2 separate regions of the Rattus norvegicus genome follow, and region 2 is linked to region 1. The links are chromatin contacts, called in public Hi-C maps. All regions are on one chromosome and are shown on one strand. The core of a region is the stretch at or near the end of the contact, and the rest is flanking DNA. Distances in the headings are between cores, read along the strand shown.

What was found. A called contact is a pair of places that touch in the nucleus more often than the background predicts.
Region 2: a contact with region 1 is called in a Hi-C map of psoas muscle, with 1.7 times the contacts expected there. The contact joins two enhancer-like sites. A contact is called at or near these places in 3 of 12 Hi-C or Micro-C datasets (liver and psoas muscle).

Annotation. Positions count from the first base shown.
Region 1 is chr12:43,563,451-43,566,142 of GRCr8, forward strand. All of the region lies in intron 2 of Med13l (mediator complex subunit 13L), which reads right to left. Among named protein-coding and RNA genes, the nearest start is that of Med13l, 100 kb to the right of the region's middle. Within about 2 kb of position 1,326, at least 9 of the 93 cell types and tissues checked have an H3K27ac peak or open chromatin away from gene starts, as enhancers often do.
Region 2 is chr12:43,622,667-43,625,358 of GRCr8, forward strand. The region is part of intron 2 of Med13l (mediator complex subunit 13L); the gene reads right to left. Among named protein-coding and RNA genes, the nearest start is that of Med13l, 42 kb to the right of the region's middle. Within about 2 kb of position 1,380, at least 1 of the 93 cell types and tissues checked has an H3K27ac peak or open chromatin away from gene starts, as enhancers often do.

The DNA of each region.
Region 1 (2,692 bases), core at 76-2,575:
TCTATCTGCAACGCTATACAGGAGAACAGCGCTGAGGATGCTCAGCAGACAGAAGCAGGGCTGTGACATGCGATCTCACCAGGCTAAAGTCTTCCTCAGGAACCTCTAACAGCATGGTCCTCTGACAGTTGCAGGATAACCAGAATTTTAATGAAGGCTTTTGCTCAGCACTGTGGCAGCTGAGACATGACCCACGTTAGCATTTCAATGGATCACAGGACTTGTGTAAAGCCAGTAAATTTTCAACTAAAGGAGGCCAGAGAATTAGATTTCTGGATACACTGAGCAAGACCTTCAGAAGACAGCTGTGCAGAAATCAGTCCCTCTTCCCTGTGATTGCTCACGCTGAAAGAGAAATTGTCAAGTGTCGCATTGCACTGACTTCCAAACCCGAGCGTGGCCCCAGGCCTGTTAGAATGAGCATTACCATTTTATCTTAAGCTTTTAATGTAAAAACGGACAAGGGTCTGGAAGGGCAGCCCCACCTAGAAGAGACCTCTGGCTCCTGGGAGGGCAGTCTATGCCTCACAATTGACTCCAGTTGTCCTCTGTGGGCACACACCACTTAAGCTTAAGTTAGGCTGGTGTTTATTAAACAACCACATGCTCAGAAATTACAAAGGATCAGCCTGAGATATAAATGGGGGGAGGGGTGTCTTTGTTTGGAATATCACAGTATAGCCCAGGCTAGCCTCAAAGTCATGAAAATCCTATTGCTTCAGCTTCCAGATTTCAGGATTACAGGTATGAACCAGGCATCGAGAATGTTCACTGTTAATGAAAAGCATGCATGTAGTTGGTGTACAGGATGCACACATATATGACATGCACACATACAACACACATATGACACACACATACGCTTCAGATTTACTTCAATCCATCAATGCTTCAGATAAACTTCCTCTAAAATGGCTGAGTTAGTCAAGAAGACTCAACCCCTGGGTCTCAATGTCCTCTCAATTAAACAGTAAAAATGAAAACCATTTCTTTCCTTCACTTCAGAGGAGACCTGCTTTGAAACATAAACACGCACTCGCTTGCTACTGAAATTCTGACAGGATAGGTCCCGACTTGCCTTCTGCGCTGAAGCTCTCCAACCTCTGTCAGAGCTATCACTGTGAGTATCTGTGTGGAGCGCAGCTGTCCTCTTGGCGCTCGGCGACCCTGGCTCGGCCAGCATTTCTGTTCTTGCAGCAATAATCTTAGGGAGCGTTCGTTTTACAGGAGGGTTAGCCCTGGCAGAGGGCACTGTCTGGCGTGACCAGCAGAACAGGGAAATGCGATTCATTAGCCACGCCTGGGGAGATAACAATGCCACTGCCTCTTGCTGCCTTTCAATCCGCACATCAGCCTGAGACTAATGCCTTGCCGTTACTCAACAAGCACATTTACAGACAGGAAAAACTGTAATCACCTTTGATTAAGAGACGGCAGATTTCTCCTATATGAGCCGCCAGCCATGGTGACATAGTAATTATTTTGTAACTGACAGGTTAAAACAGCAAATGTAGCAAAAATAACATGGAAGAGAGAAGGGAGGAGAGAAAGGAGAGGGGAAAAGAAAAGAGAACGCAAATAAAAGGTTCAGAGACCACAGTCTGCTCTGCATGCCCTGCCTTCCCCCGAGGGGAGGTGCAGTGGCAGGCAGTCCACAGCACAGATGAGGGACTCCTGAGGTAAACACACCCACACGCTCGGTTCTTGTAAACAGTGGAGACTCTGGTCATGCTTTAACTCATCACTATTGGCCTTTCTTTTCTGCTTCTCTCTCCAAAACTGAGACTGACAGTTGACACAGTGTTAATCTCCTTTATCTTCCTCTGACTACACTCTCTCTCACCTAGCAAATGGCTTCTTTTCATTTACATAAACACTGTTCCAAGCTCTTTTTTAATGTGGATTTAAAAAACACTCCTTTGAAGAAAAACCAGAATGCAGAACAATTATACCCACTCATCACTTGGCCCAGCATGCAATCAGGAACAGAGGTTCCTGCTGTGAGAGCAGAGGCCCTGACAGCAAGCACAGTCCGTCGTTCTGCTACTTCCAAAAGTGAACAGTCCTTCCACACCCGTGGGGCTGCACCCTTTGTGGGAGCAGGCGTGCGTGCTGCCTGCTAGCCACAGTCTGTGCAGACACTGGCACTTAACAGGAAGAACGACTGAGTGTGGAAATGAGCACAGTAGATGCAGGAGTAGAAAGTTCATTCTAAAGATAATATGTACGTAATTAACTTTTTAAAAAACAATGACTTTTTAGGCTTTCCGTAACATTACTGTACTTTCCATCATGAATGTGCTATAAAGCAAAAAAGAATTCACACACATGAAGAGTGCAGTAGGCATAAAACAGCTTCTGGAGAATAAAGAGAAAGAAAACAAGCAAACCAACTCTGGAGCAACTCTAGAGGCTGCAGAGTCAGTTGGGAGGTTGGGAGCACTTGCAGCTCTTACAGAGGACCCATGTTGGGCTCCCAGCACCATACATGGCAGGTCACAACCCCTGGTTGACCCCCTGACACTCATGTGGTGCACAGTCATACACATAAATAAATTTAATGCAAATAATTAATAATAACTTTTAAAAGCATCTTTTAAAAACTGTGACTCAGTACTAACCCAGCAGGCATTGGGGCCTTAGTTCAAACCCCTGCTTGGCCTCTTCCTCCTCCCCAGCACAAAGCCTAGAG
Region 2 (2,692 bases), core at 130-2,629, 59 kb after region 1:
TGGTTCAGTAAGTTGCCTGCGGTAACACACTGATGTTATTTACAGTAGAAAGTTCAACTTCAGCTTGCTCTCTCAATTTCAAGCATGTTTAGTTTAATAATTCTAGTTCACTGAATCCCTTTCTACTCTTCGTATGAAAGAATTTGAGTGGCTATCTTTTCGTAATTTCACAATAAGACCTGTTACTCATCCAAGTCTTAGTAGATGTCACATGTCTTCAGGATGCGTAAGTCACTAAGTCAAATACTTAAGTAAGCATGTATGTTCATACAGTCATCATACAATGAAAACTATTACTACTTCATAGCTTTGGCAAACTAATTCAGAACAAATTAGGAAAATAGAAACGTGAGCGGTAACAGTGTGTCAGGCCGGCTGTGGTGGTGAGACACATCTTTAATGGCTGTGAGGCTAAGGCCATCCTGGTCTACCCTCGCATACACTCAGTCTGTGCACAGCACAGTGTGCACCTCTCCTACCTGTTGACTATAATCCTCTAACTGAACACACAAACAGAAGCCCTCAGACAGCCCAACGTGCTCACGGGCCCCGCTGTACCATGGCAGCAGTCTCCACTCCACTCCCAGTGCAGCAAGCTTAAGCTACTGTCCTCTCCATACAACATTCTGTGCTCGCTGTGAAACGCAGAGAAGGAAGGGACCAGCAAGGGGCTCCACAGGCCCTTGCCAGGCGAGCCTGCAGACCCGCATCTGAGACCCAGAATCTATGGTAGGAGGAGAGACTCCCAAAAGTTCTCCTCCAGTCTCTACTGCATGTCCATATAGCAAATGCACACCCACATGTGCACACATAAATACACACACAGAAAATGTATGAAAAACACAGATAAATTTCCTATGAGCATGTCACCTTTGCTACGGAGACATTTTTATTATTCGCCATTCCTCACTCAAACATTAAAACCAGAAAATAATTATTTCATCTTGAAGTAGGCATTAATATTGGGCACTACGTGCAGAATCAGTTGCGTGAAAAATGTCAAAATGTAATTCTCATCTGCGAGCTCGCGGTTATCAGTGCAGTAGCACTGGCCGACAACTACATTACAGTTGCAGAGTGACTGCTGTGTGAGCTAGCTCAGGCTTTATTAACTTTAGCCTCATAATCCAATTTATAGTGAGGGTTAAGACAATGATGGGTTAAATAAACTGAGCAAAGGCTCGCAGCTGTTAAATAACCGTGCAGGCGTCCGAAGCCAAGCCTTCAGAGCCTCACGATGTGTGCACCTTCCCTTGTCTCACCACCTTCCTCACAGGGACCCAGATACTTCAAGCATTCCAAGTACATAGCTATAGGTCCAACACAGTGTCCTGGGCAGCAGCACTCTCACTCATGTGAACAAAGCGGGGGACACAGTGTCCTGGGCAGCAGCACTCTCACTCGTGTGAACACGGAGGGGGGGGGGGGGGACCGACACAGTGTCCTGGGCAGCAGCTTGGTATTTACTGTGCTTTGCCAGCTACAAAGTATACACCATGGCAAGATGCAAGCAAAACAGAACCAAAAGACATGAACAGTACTTCAGCCCTCCTGTTAATGTCATATCAGTGCTGCCTGCCCTGGACCTAACACTCACATCTGCTGGCAGGACTCTGCTAACATTTATATTCCCAAAATAAAATAACTCTTAAACAGGCGGGAAAGGAAGTGTTGCACTCTAGATTCTATGGTGAGCAACAGGAACTCCCCACCTTTCCTGACTACTCTACAGTCACTGTGCCACTCACTTTTCTAATTAGATTTCAAATATTTCCTAATGCTGGAGCCACAGAATTTACTCTTCAGCCACTTTTACATGCAGAGGTGGACGATCTGTGTGACTGGGTCTCACTTTCCCAATGCTCAGCACGCCGAGAAGAGGAGCCACTCGAGGATGGCATGGCTGCCCAGCAGAGCACGCAACGCACTTCACGGTTCTCCAAAGGAAAGAGCATAAGCGAGATGCCACTCCCCTGGACCAACCAGTCAGTTGACAGTGTCGGCAAAGGGGAGGTAAGCGGCACACTGGTCGGCCATGCCTATGCTCAAACAGCAGCTGCCCACGCTGCCTCCTCTGTCCTCTTTCGCATAGTCATTCCAATTAAAATGTGGTGCGTCTGCAGGAAGTGGTGCGCGCCATTAACCCCTGCACTTGGGGGACAGAGGCAGGCAGATTCCTGTGAGTTTGAGGCCAGCTTGATCTACAGAGCAAGTTCCAGGTCAGCCAGACCTACAAAGTGAGACCTTGATTTAAAAAAATAATAATGTTTCTATGATTTAAAACAAAACAAAAACCATTTAAAAATAAGTCAGTCTTTGCTTAACTCTTTGTGGCATGAAGCAGCCCACATTGAGGCGATCTCAGCTCTGTGACAAGCTGGCCTCCAAGGACAGCACCCACTCTGCTGTCAGGACAGGCCATTTGTTTCCTGACTTGTGACAAAATGAACTTAAGACATCAGTAAGGAGAAACAGAACCAAAAACAACGGAGAAGAGCTGGGAGACAGCACAGCAGGTAAAGGTACCGGAGCCTGCCTACGCCTCACAACACATGGTGCAAGGAGACAGAGAACTCCCAAAAGCTGGCCTGTGATCTCCACAGCCAGGCCACAGTGCACATGCCCTCCCACAATAGAGCAACAGGAAATCCATCAATCAGTGCTATTTAAATAGTTTTTAAGATTAAAAACT